4 separate regions of the Mus musculus genome follow, and all the other regions are linked to region 3. The links are chromatin contacts, called in public Hi-C and HiChIP or PLAC-seq maps. All regions are on one chromosome and are shown on one strand. The core of a region is the stretch at or near the end of the contact, and the rest is flanking DNA. Distances in the headings are between cores, read along the strand shown. Region 1 overlaps Farp1 (FERM, RhoGEF (Arhgef) and pleckstrin domain protein 1 (chondrocyte-derived)). Region 2 has its middle 16 kb from the start of Gm33173. Region 3 overlaps Farp1 (FERM, RhoGEF (Arhgef) and pleckstrin domain protein 1 (chondrocyte-derived)). Region 4 holds the start of B930095G15Rik (RIKEN cDNA B930095G15 gene).

Evidence for each region. Hi-C and Micro-C count contacts between places; a contact is called where the count stands out from the background. HiChIP or PLAC-seq counts read pairs in DNA pulled down with a chosen protein or histone mark.
Region 1: a Hi-C map of forebrain shows a contact between it and region 3, with 2.4 times the contacts expected there. The contact joins two enhancer-like sites. A contact is called at or near these places in 1 of 15 datasets of contacts at CTCF or cohesin (the NIH/3T3 cell line), 6 of 484 Hi-C or Micro-C datasets (adipose-derived mesenchymal stem cells, embryonic stem cells, forebrain and 3 more), 7 of 115 datasets of contacts at active chromatin or transcription factors (the NIH/3T3 cell line, T-cell acute lymphoblastic leukemia, bone marrow-derived dendritic cells and 4 more) and 1 of 9 other capture datasets (embryonic stem cells).
Region 2: a FOXA1 HiChIP or PLAC-seq map of pancreatic cancer cells shows a contact between it and region 3. The contact joins two enhancer-like sites. A contact is called at or near these places in 13 of 484 Hi-C or Micro-C datasets (the C2C12 cell line, adipose-derived mesenchymal stem cells, bone marrow-derived macrophages and 5 more) and 2 of 115 datasets of contacts at active chromatin or transcription factors (extraembryonic endoderm stem cells and pancreatic cancer cells).
Region 4: a contact with region 3 is called in an HNF4G HiChIP or PLAC-seq map of pancreatic cancer cells. The contact joins the promoter of B930095G15Rik here to the enhancer-like site in region 3. A contact is called at or near these places in 4 of 484 Hi-C or Micro-C datasets (the AML12 cell line, embryonic fibroblasts and stem cell-derived neurons), 3 of 115 datasets of contacts at active chromatin or transcription factors (fibro-adipogenic progenitors, pancreatic cancer cells and vascular smooth muscle cells) and 2 of 9 other capture datasets (embryonic stem cells and pancreatic islet).

What each region holds. Positions count from the first base shown.
Region 1 is chr14:121,197,730-121,200,735 of GRCm38.p6, reverse strand. All of the region lies in intron 2 of Farp1 (FERM, RhoGEF (Arhgef) and pleckstrin domain protein 1 (chondrocyte-derived)), which reads right to left. Among named protein-coding and RNA genes, the nearest start is that of B930095G15Rik, 49 kb to the left of the region's middle. Within about 2 kb of position 1,590, at least 108 of the 459 cell types and tissues checked have an H3K27ac peak or open chromatin away from gene starts, as enhancers often do. A contact at or near this core is called in T-cell acute lymphoblastic leukemia, forebrain and muscle stem cells, where this site is marked.
Region 2 is chr14:120,830,548-120,833,464 of GRCm38.p6, reverse strand. No RefSeq gene overlaps it. Among named protein-coding and RNA genes, the nearest start is that of Gm33173, 16 kb to the left of the region's middle. Within about 2 kb of position 1,389, at least 277 of the 459 cell types and tissues checked have an H3K27ac peak or open chromatin away from gene starts, as enhancers often do. A contact at or near this core is called in liver and pancreatic cancer cells, where this site is marked.
Region 3 is chr14:121,051,909-121,054,737 of GRCm38.p6, reverse strand. All of the region lies in intron 1 of Farp1 (FERM, RhoGEF (Arhgef) and pleckstrin domain protein 1 (chondrocyte-derived)), which reads right to left. Among named protein-coding and RNA genes, the nearest start is that of Farp1, 18 kb to the right of the region's middle. Within about 2 kb of position 1,572, at least 136 of the 459 cell types and tissues checked have an H3K27ac peak or open chromatin away from gene starts, as enhancers often do. A contact at or near this core is called in T-cell acute lymphoblastic leukemia, forebrain, liver and 2 more, where this site is marked.
Region 4 is chr14:121,247,365-121,250,233 of GRCm38.p6, reverse strand. B930095G15Rik (RIKEN cDNA B930095G15 gene) reads right to left here and starts at 1,528. Exons shown (of 1, transcript NR_155502.1): 1 at 1-1,528. The region is part of intron 13 of Farp1 (FERM, RhoGEF (Arhgef) and pleckstrin domain protein 1 (chondrocyte-derived)); the gene reads right to left.

The DNA of each region.
Region 1 (3,006 bases), core at 341-2,840, 150 kb before region 3:
GCTGGACTCATTTGAGGTCAGCAATAGACGAGGCTGTACTCCAGTAGCAAAGGGTGAGGTAAAATTCTCTTAAAGCTTGTGTATTCCGGTACCCGAGAGCCTGTAATTTACAAAGCGACACAGCTAAACCCAGGAGGCTGTGGAGGAGGATGGATATTTGGTAAATGTGTGAGAGTTCTTAGGACTAAACATGGTGAGGGAGAAGTAAAATCTTAGCTGTAAGAGTTAGAGGGGAGGGTGACGGGGGAGGGTGATGCTGGGGACTGGCAGCAACACGTAAGAAAGGAACTCGGGGCAGGGTTAGACTGCAGATCTTCCACAACACCTCTGAGATCTGAATCCGAGCTCCACACCAGGGACCAAGGAGGATGAAATTCTAATAGGAAAGGAAACACAGGGAACAAAAACTTTATGTTTCCCACCTGTAAAGACCCACGGAGCATCTCAGAATGAATGGGGGAAGCTGATCTCAGGGCAGAAACTTTAAGAGGAAGAAAAAAAAATGGAAAGACAGCTTGCAAAGTTCAAAACGGCTCAGGGTTTTCAAAACGTACTTCAAGAGTATACTATGCTGACCGCTTGAGGAGAAGTCCCCAGAGCATGTCTTGGCAGCTGTGATATGGTCACAAAACGTCACAGTGAACTTCTCTAGCCTGAATGACACACCCCATGGCATACCACACTATGAACACCGTATCACATGGTGTATATCTGCATCTATTTGGCCCACTGCCAAAGACACACAGCATAGGCGCAGGGGACCATGGTCTCTGGTTATCGCTAGCACTACACACTGTGCACAATGCCTGTGATATGCTTTCGCATGGCTGCCGTAGTTTACACCAGCATTGTCACAGTCCATGGGGGCAGTATTGTGGCTATCCTGTCCAAAGGCTCCAGGAATTCTTCAGCTCCACTATCATCCCCTGGGGCCACCATGGTGGCTGGCAGTTCACAGTGGACAGGATGACATTATATGGTGCATAGCTATCTATTTCAAATCATGACAGGGGTTGACTGCAGTTTTCCCTGTAGGGAATATCTCCTGTGCAGTTAGATACTTGACATCAATAAGTATCCACATACGAACCTCATCTGTGCTGCACACTAGGCCACTTCAACACAGAAGGCAGCACCGTGAACAGTAACATGGCTGTGCTCATCTGCACCTTAATTTCCACTTCTGTGACAGGGACACTATGACGGACCTCCTCCACAGGGCTGAGGACTCGGGATACTCCAAAATACTAGAGGGGCAAGCACAGTACAGTAAACTCTATCAAGTCTCCGCCATGGTAATGACAACCATGGTGCTTCAGAGGGGATAAAACGATGGTGAATAACTCGAGAAGTGAAGAGCTGTCTGGTACCCTGGACAGGAAACAGCGTGATCACCACAGACAGGAAGTAAAACTTTACACCTCAGCTCTCGGGAGCTGGAACAAAGCTTTCATTCTGGGAGGATTTAGCTAAATGTTTAGGCCTGCCCGTGAGTCTACACACAAACGCTGCCATTCTGCCCTGTGCGGAAGCATGGGTGGCCATGCTGCCTGTAAGGACACACTGTCTCCTTGTTTCCCTCGGCACTGAGCCTTGGTGTTGGGAACACTCATTAAGCACACATCAGATTGGGTTTCAGGGAGCCCCAGCGTCCAGGACAGGAGAGAATGGGTCCTTTCAGCCACGCTGTAATTCATGGACCATGTAACCAGTGTCCTGAGCACAGAACTCCCTTCTTCCTGAATTCCAGGGTTGGGCACACGGTGTGTGTGTGTGTGTGTGTGTGTGTGTGTGTGTGTGTGTGTGTGTGTGTGTGTGTGTAGGTGTGGGGGATTTCTGCTGCTCTCTGGAAAACACGTGTAAGAAGTGGTTCAGAGAGAACATCCAGTCTTTTGGGGGGCGGGGGTGGGGTTTTTAGTCTGCTCCTGACATGAGAGACTAGTCCTTGTAGTAGTAAGAAATTCTAAATTTCATTAATATCAAAAGATCTAAAGCTTTCATCTAACAGGCAAGGGAACAAAATAGCACATCAAGAATGAACAAGACAAGGAAAAACCGGGTTGCAGCCACTGAAGAATAGGCGTTCCAGCCAGAAAACCTCGTGCCTGTTTCTTAGGGTCTACCTAGTCTCTTCCAGTCCAGTGGTCTAAGCCACAAAATGCACCTTAGCCTCAGAACCCGGGTTTTCTCAGGAGTTGGGAGGTTTGGGGGTGAGGGTGTAACACCTGATATTACATGACGTTCAAAAAAAAAAATCACTGTTCTGAAGAAAGGGGCAAAGTGACTATCTGAGCAGAAGGGAGGGCTTTGTAGTGCCAACGGCCGGCGATGCTGCTGGGTTCTCATCTTCCTTCACATGCAGCCACGTGACCTTGGCTTCCAGCTTCCCCCCGGGAGTCAATCTCTGAAGTCGGAGTCCTCTGTCCACAGAGGAATCTGTGACAGTGGCTCTACGGCTGTGGCTCTGCAGGTTTCTAACTGCTCAGTGGAGAGAACAGGAACATATTTCTCAACCCTGAGAAAGGGCTTTAAAGTCCTTTTTATGCAAAGTCTCCTCAATTTAAAATTACATAAAAAATGTTTTTTTTTTAAAAAATCACATAAGTTGGAGTCTGGAGAGATGATATAATATTAATTGTCAGTACTTTTTGTTCTTCCAGAGGGTTCCAGGTTCAGTTCCCAGCATTCACCCACATTCACATGGCATCTATTTTTTCATACACATGAACATAAATTTTTAAAAATTAAAATAACTAAATCACTACATGCCTGCAATGGCAGCTCTCAGAGGAATCTGAGGCAGGAGGATTGCAAATTTGAGGCCAGTCTGGGTTATGTAGCCAGATCCATTATAAAACAAATCTCACTGCTTTGAATCTGAATATTGGACATAGGTATAATCCCAGATGAATCTAGGAGGGGACCTCATATGCATAGAACGTGGGTAAAAAACCCATGTCACTGTCTGATTTGATGGAAGTAATTCTTGAGTATGTGAGTTATCAT
Region 2 (2,917 bases), core at 140-2,639, 220 kb after region 3:
GCACTCTGGCTTTTCTAGCCTCAAGTTCCAAAGTCCTTCCATAATCTTCCCCAAAATAACATGGTCAGGGTTGTCATAGCTCTACCCTACTATACCCTACCATCTTGATACCAACTTGCTTTAGTTAGGGTTTCTATTGCTGTGATGAAATATCATGACCAAAAGCAAGCTGGGGAAGGAAGGACTTATTTAGCTTAACACTTCCAGATCACTGTAGAAAATCAGGACAGGACTTAGGAGAAGGACCTGGCGGCAGGAACTGATGTAGAGGCCACGGATGGGTGCTGCTTACTGGTTTGCTCTGCATGGTTTGCCTCGTCTGTCTTGCTCAGTCTATTTTCTTATAGAACCCATGACCACCAGTCCAGAGATGGCATCACCCACTGTAGGCTAGGGCCACCCCTACCAATTACAGTGTGGAGGCATTTTCTTAATTGATGTTCCCTCCTCTCAGATGACTCTGGCGTGTGTCAAGTTGACATAAAGCTATCCAGAAGAGTGGCCATTCCAGGAGGTAAGAAGACCCTGGGGTTGGCTGTGTGGTCTCCTCTTCTCCCTGGAGAACTTTGTGCTTCAGGCTCTGAACAGAGGTAGTCTGAGCTCTGCTCTTTTGCTAACCACAGGGAACCATTTCTTCTCTTAAAGACTGAAGTATCTGCAGTGAGACCCACCCCTTTTCTTATTTTGACGTCTCACTTGTTCTGAAACAGAACAACTTCTATCATGGGGCAAAAAGGCACAAAACCAGAGACCTCTTGACATGGACACATAGCACATTGCAGTATGGTCTTTCCTGGTCTCCAGGGTGCAAACGATGCTAGGAGTCAGATCTCATGTGCAGAAGAAGTCAGCCAGCGGCTTCAAACCTTCAGTGGGAACTGCCAAGCATTCTGATCTTCCAGGAACTCATCCAGGCGTCTGGGGGAACGGCTCTGTCTTTATTTGCATATGGAATTCTGGGGGCTGACTCATTCTCTGAGCAGCTGGCCTCACTTGTGGTTTGTGCAAACCCACGCTGAGAAGTTGAGGCCAGGCTCTGGTCAAGGGCTGGGTCTAATGCAACCCTAGGGCAGCTGGGTCGCTTATATTATCTCTGGTCTTCCTGCTTTCTTCTCATTGAACTAAACAGCTAGGGGGCAGGTCCTCAGTCAGCATCCACAAAGCCACTGCATACATGGAGCATTCCAACACACTAGGAAGGCTTAGCTTTCTGTTTAGAATTCTAGCAAACAAGCTACGAACGTTTAAAAAGACAACCCCCTTCTCTCCGGCTCAGTGAAAGCAAAACCAGGCAGCAAAATCAATAAATCATTAACTTAAAGGACGGCCTTTCGAGGCTCGCTGCCTGGCTTGCTTTGCCAAGTGACAGAAGGGTCACTGACTTCACCGTGGAAAGGAAGTTGGTAATGATTTCCCCTAGCTCGCGAACTCTTGCCGCGCTTGCGCTGACGGTGTAGGACTTAAAAGCGAGGCTATATCGCCCTCTCGTGGACGCTGTGTGCATAACCTGTGATGCACAAAGCTTTGAGCTACAAATCACAAATACCGACCAATAAGATACAGAACTCAGGGAGTGTCAAACTGGATTGTTGTAATGCACACACACTGTTCAGGAACAAGTGGCACGCCTTAGGACTCGTTCGAGAAAAGCGTATCTAAGTGGCTTTGTCAAATATCAGTACTATGAATGCCCCTTTTAATCTAGCGTATTTCCCCCAAGCTTTCTTACAATGTACAGGACAAACTGCAAGTTGTGAGATGATGATTCCAAGTTAGTTAGCATATTTGTCACCTCACATACCTCCTTTTTTTTCCTTCTTCACAAGAACACTTAGTCTCTTAGCAAGTTTTGCATATGCAGTGGAGTGAAGCCTGTGAGTAAGACCAGCTTGGAGACGTTTCCTTCTGAGAGCCGGGGAATGGGGTAGCAGGACCCGAGGCCGTGTGCTGAGCTGCAGGGTTTATTGTCTGAGCTAAAGGGATTCTCTCTACCCCACCTGATCTTTACAGCTGTTCTGGGAGTCTCAATTACTTCTGTTTTGACCAAGACAATTTAATTGGGTGTCTGTTGAAGGAAAAGGCCTGGAATCGATATTGTAGCAAAGTGTACCTCAGTGGCTAATTAGTGAACTCGACCTTGGGTTAGCATTGCTGGGAGAAAGCTGCCCGCTCTGAACACCACTAGCAAGTCCCATGTGCTGTCTGCTGTTGATGATCAACACTGTCCTCGTTACCTAGAAGAATGGCACATTGTAGAGAGACTATCGGTTGTTCATTTAAAATAATCATAGTTTAATTAAACAACCTGAGAGGTGTCAATACTTTGTCCTGATTTGCACTGAAATAATCAGTGTAATAAAACTTCTGGGGATGCCTAAAACTTGGTCCAATTATAAATGCCAAGTGGGGGGACAATGAGATAGCTCAGTGGGGGGACATTAAGATAGCTGAGTGGGGGGCAGTGAGATGACTCAGTGGGGATAGTGAGATGTCTCAGTGGGGACAGTGAGATAGCTCAGTGGGGGAAACAGTGAGATAGATAACTCAGTAAGGGGGGCAGTGAGATAGCTTAGTGGGGGGGAATGAGATGTCTTGGGGGGGGGGTGGACAGTGAGATAGCCCAGTGTGCAAAAGTGTGTGTTGTGCAGGCATGGTGCTATGGCTCCATTCCCAGTACGCATGAACGTCGAGAGAACCAGCTCTGTAGCGTTGCCCCGCCTCCGCCTATCATAGAGAACCAGCTCTGGAGCGTTGCCCCGCCCCTGCCTATCATAGAGAACCAGCTCTGTAGCATCGCCCCGCCCCCGCCTATCATAGAGAACCAGCTCTGGAGCGTTGCCCCGCCCAGCCTATCATAGAGAACCAGCTCTGTAGCGTAGCCCCGCCCCCGCCTATCATAGAGAACCAGCTCTGGAGC
Region 3 (2,829 bases), core at 323-2,822:
AAGTTTCTAGTACTTTTGAGACCCAGGGCAGCAAGGAAGCAATAATAGCGTCCTGCACTGGGGACAATTCTGACAAGCCCCTGGCCCAGATCATAGCTCTAGACTCCTTCCTCTCAGACAAATGGTCAGAGCGCAGAGAAAGGACATAAAACTGTTTGGTGGGAGCTTGTTTCCTATTAAACAAAAATCTAAGTTCTCTAAAAGAGCAATAAAGCTTTCAGAGAGTCCACAGCAGGAGGTCGGACACAAGCAGGCAGCCACAGATGTGATACTTTGTTGTTTAATCAAATACAAAGTACAAGTCTTAAACCTCCAGATTCATTCAAGGATAACCACATCTTTTCTTGTGCACATCTGCAGAAGGTATCCAGACGCCCCAATCTTTCCATCTAGAAAAAAAAGGGCTCCCAACTCCTCTCCCACAAATGAGTTCCAGAAACACTGCCCAGCGCCTGCCAGGCAGACACAGTCCAGGTGCTCAATGTGGCTCCAACAAACTCTTCTATCTGGCCAGCCAACTGGCACATGCATGCACACGCACATACATGCACACACATGCACACACTCGAACACACACGCACACACACTCACTGATTCCCTGAGCTCTCTGGCCCTCCTGCCTACCTATTAATTTCAATGTTCTGAAGGTGCCATTCCCTACCTGGGTACCTACTGGGGCTCCTGCAGCAGAATGACTCATGAAAGTAGCCCACAATCTGGCAATTTACTCTGAATTAAGCCAAAGACCATAATCATTGGTGTTTAGAGAGGTCACGCTAAGTTTAATTTCTAAGTTACTAATGTATGATATCATAGCACCAAACAAGCATTTTCTTCTTCTCGGTCTGAAAGGGGGTTTGTTTTTAAGCTCTCCCAGCCTGCAAGAGCATTGCTAAAGCACTCCTAACTTTGCCAGACACCAACCTGGCATCTGCCATTAAGAGAAACATGTCAGAAGCACGCACAGCACACAGACACACACATGGACAGACAGACAGACACACACACACACACACACACACACACACACACTGGGAAGGTTTAGAGCATGAATAAATGCAGATCTGCCGCCACCAGTAAGACACCACATCCAAGGCTTTCATGAACTGTGGCCAAGCAGCTAGGAGATCAGCTCAGGTCTGAGAGACTTGGGGTTCTTTTTCCTTCTAATGCACAAAAGGTAGTATACCATCTCCTAGAACACAGGGAAGATACACTTGCTGACACCTCTGAGAGAGCAGTCCCCATGCCCAAAGCTGCCCAGCCATACCCACTCCCACCCCCACCCACCGGCGGGCGAGCAGGCAGAGCCCACAAGAGCATTGGTCAGGCATGGCTCTGACCTAGGCAAGCTTTCACATTTAAGACTGCTGAAAAAACATTCCTGCTTGGACTCTTAACTTCAGAGAAGGCAGAACTCTTGACAGAAAGTGAAACCCAACCCCCACCCCACCACCAAAAGCTTCTGAGGGGAAAGAAGCCAAGGATAAAAGAGATGGGAGGGGCCAAGCCCTCCAGGGCCCTCAGCGCTTCTAAACTCACCCTGGGAATCTCTACAGGATAAATATCACAAAGCAAGCCACCCTCCCCATCACATGAACACAGCCAAATTCCTCTGAGTAAAGGTCAACAGGAAATGACCTGAAGAGACCTTTGACCTTAATCGTGTTGGTTTAAGGATTACTGAAGCAAGATTACTGGGGGAAAGAAAGCCACAAAACGTATGTAGACTAGATTATAACTGAAAAAGGAAACACTGTAAAAAAAATTAATTAAGGAGAGTGCAGGATGTTTATAATAAGGAGGTGGAGAGCAGATATGGGAACTAACTTCTGCTCCATTCCTCTGTGAACCTAAAGCTACTCATAAAAATAAAAAATAAAAAGAGACATCATCTATTTTTAAAACTTTAAGGAAAGAAGTTAAATAAGGCAGGCAGGAAGGAGAAAGCAGTCTGGGCTCAGAGCTCGGTGCGACTGTGCACCCTGCCTGATTACTTCATCTTTTTAATCATTTCACAGTGGCTTTATTGGTTTTGCATTTAAAAAGAAATAACTGAGTCTGGTGTGGTAACACACACCTGCAATCCCAGCAATTTAGGAAGCTGAGGCAGGAGGATGACAGAGTTGAGGCCAGCCCAGGCTACATAAGGAGACCCTATCTCGAACAACAGAGCCAGGTGTGGTGACACAAGGGTGTCATCTTACCGCTCAGCTCTGGATCTCATGTTCTTACTTAGGGAGACACAGTGTGACTTGGGAATTGCTATTCTGGATGTACCTGAGCCCCCGCTTCAGACTTAGGGATCACTCTCCACCTCAGAAGTCGGCACATCCCACTTCATGGATGGAAATTTTACACCCCTCAATTTCCAAGCCACACAGAGAATTCCTTGACCTAACCACCTGACGAAGACTCTACCCCTCCCCCAAGCATGCTTGAACAAGAGGAAGAAGGAGGAGAAGGAGGAGGAGGAGGAGGAGGAGGAGGAGGAGGAGAAGGAGGAGGAGCAGGAGGAGGAAGAGGAGGAGGAGGAGGAGCAGGAGGAGGAGAAGGAGGAGGAGCAGGAGGAGGAGAAGGAGGAGGAGGAGGAGGAGGAGGAGAAGGAGGAGCAGGAGGAGGAGGAGGAGGAGGAGCAGGAGGAGCAGGAGGAGGAGGAGCAGGAGGAGGAGGAGGAGAAGGAGAAGGAGGAGGAGCAGGAGGAGGAAGAGGAGGAGGAGGAGCAGGAGGAGGAGAAGGAGAAGGAGGAGGAACAGGAGGAGGAGAAGGAGGAGGAGGAGGAGGAGGAGGAGGAGGAGGGATGTCAGTTCCAATGGTACAGAGGGATAA
Region 4 (2,869 bases), core at 279-2,778, 200 kb before region 3:
CCGCTGGGTGAGCGACTGCTGTGTTCTACAAAGGGTATTCCAGGTACAAATTGGTATTTAGGCAAGGTTTTGGGTTGAAAAGACATCAAACAGCGTTCCAACAGTGCAGGGGACAGAAGGTATGCCATGCTCCAAGGATCAAGACAGAATGTTCAAAACAGAGCGTCTTCTCCCAGGTAGGTACATGCTGACAAAACGGTATACAGTGGAACAATGGAAAGAATGTTTCTTAAATTTATTAAACAAATGACAGAAATGAGAATGAAGTCCCCAGCCTTTTCTACTTGAGAATTAATTCAGTGCATCAGAAAATTTTAATACAACACATTATTACCTCAAGGATTAAATGCACACACAGAGAGAACAGGAGGAAATTGTGTTAAAAACATGGGCTGGGCTGGTGAGATTCGGTTAGTGAGGTTTGCAGCAATTTTCCAAGGCAGGAAGAGGTGAGAGCAAGGGGTTGATGACCCTTCAAGCCCTCTAGATGCTCCTGGAGAGAGCGGGCATTCTTGGTAACTGAAGAGCTAAGTGTGGTCTTTCTGTAGCATTGCAGGCAGAGGGTCAAGGTCTTGCTTCTCACACTGGAAGCCAGGGGAAAGGGAGCTGGGGGTGCAGCTGCGTGAGACAGACGCTCATCACCAGGGATGACAGACCGGCCAGAACCCTGCATGCCCCATTCCCACCTCCAGACTCTGTAAGGGCCTTTGTCTTCTGCCATTTCCCACCACTGTTGAATATTCTGAACCAGCCCAGGGGGCTGCAGTGCTGCCTGGCACCAGTGCACACAGGCGCAGCACCAACCTTTGCTTTGCTGACGTGACCTTTCGAACTCTATCCCAACCACTATAGGGGCAGGTTTTCCATACCAACAACTGTCATCTGGAGACATCGCAGAGCAGCTAACCTGGCCCAGAGTCCTTAGGAAGAAGGACAGGTGCTGCCTTGCATGCGAAGCTGCCATCTAATACCAGAGCCACAAACATGCAGGGGAGCCCCCTTCCGGGCTGTGCCCAGTGGCCATCATGGGCTCAACAGAGTCACCCAAGAAAACCTCAATGGAGAACCAAGCAAAGCCAAGGCTGTGTGGAGAGCTCTCTCTCTCTCTCTCTCTCTCTCTCTCTCTCTCTCTCTCTGAGAGTTTTAAGCGCTTCCCTAGCTTCTTTCTGGTCGGGCATTCCATTGTTTTCTTGGAGAGCAACACGTCTCTGGGTGAGAGGTTTCTGAGAGTGCTACGCTCTTCACTTCATGAAGACCTTTTTCCAACAGACCTACCCCTTTCCTTGTCCCTGCCACAGCCGGTTAACATAAACCCACACTTTCAACTCTGCTCCCAGGAGACATACTCGGAAGTATGTATCTAGGCTACTAAAAGGGAGAACCACACAGCTTTCTGTCCAATTGGTGGCAACCAGACCACGTGGATCTTTGATTTAAGCTGACTCCACATCTGAATCATTATGGAATTTTTTTTTAAATGCTTTTCATTAGTACCTCTTTCGTAAAAAAAAAAAAAAAAAAAAAAAAAATGATATTAAGAGGCATGCTAATTTTGGCCTGAATGCCAGGCCTTTGTGTTAACACCCAGTACCTGGTGCCTCCAGTGAGTTCATTTCCTGTTTTAAGTTTCAGCTCATCACATGGGAAAGGGGTGGATTAAACCAAAGGAAAAAGCAGTGCCAATCAGTTCTTTGGCCCCACCCCCTTTTAAAATCTTGTTCCCAACACAGGCTTTCCCTCCTGTGTGTTTGTTTGGCCAGCATGAAGCTACAGTCTGTTCCTTGCGTTTAAAGAAACTCTTGCACTTCATTGCAGAATTCAGCGACAGCAGAACAGACCTGAGCCGTGCAATGTGATGGAGGGAAACCTTGGAGGAACACGGAGGAGCAATGGGTTCGGATGGGAGAGAGGAGCAGGAAACAGCTTGCCATGGGAGTTATAACCACAGTGGCTATGGAAATTCTAGCTAAACCCACGTAAAGGGCTCAGGCAAAGCCAAGCGATCAAGACAGAGGCACACAGAGTCAAACCAAGCCTGACTGACTAACTGCAGGCTGGGTCCACCTGTACCTCTGAGGCTCATTCAATAAGGGCTGCGCCTGTGGCAAGCACAGCGCTGCTCAGAGAGGGCAGAAAGCACTGTACGGGGAGAAAGCAGACTGAACTCCTGTGGTCAGGGACTCTAGATAAAAAGGGAAAAAGGGGACAAAACGAACCTCTAAGCACATTTACCATCAATTCACCAATGTTAAAAATGTTTCCTATCTGAATTTTAATCCTCCTTTTACAAAAAGCTTGGCAACGTACAACCAGGGAGACTTCTGAGGTCAACTCCCCCCAACTCCCCCCCCCCCCCCAAGACTCAGCAGGCCAGGGGCTGACTCTGCATCTAGGTTCTTCAGGCCTGGACTTTTTTTTTTTTTTTTTTCATTACTTGGTTTAAATCTTCAAAGATGTTCTTGAGGAGAAAAAAGTCTTACTACTCAGATTTTAAGCGCAGGGCCAAAGAGCGGGGGTGGGGTGGGTGGGGAGGGGGATGGCCGTGTAAGAAATTCCTGAATATGAATCACACATATAAGAAAGAATCTGGCCCAAAAGCTTCCTCTAATTAAATGCCTATCTAATAAAATACCATCGATGGCATCCAGATGACTGTTTCAGGGGCTGAGGCCGTTCACATTGGGCTCTGGAACTCATTAAGTGCATTTCTTCACGCTAAAGGAATTTCATGCCTTTTCAGTTTGCTCTTAACAAGGATCCACATGGGGAACCACTAGATATATTTCAAAATAAAATCTAACATAACATCACAATGTAAGGGGTCCTAGAGCATCCGCGAGGAGCTTTAAACTCTGAGTTTCTCTGTCTC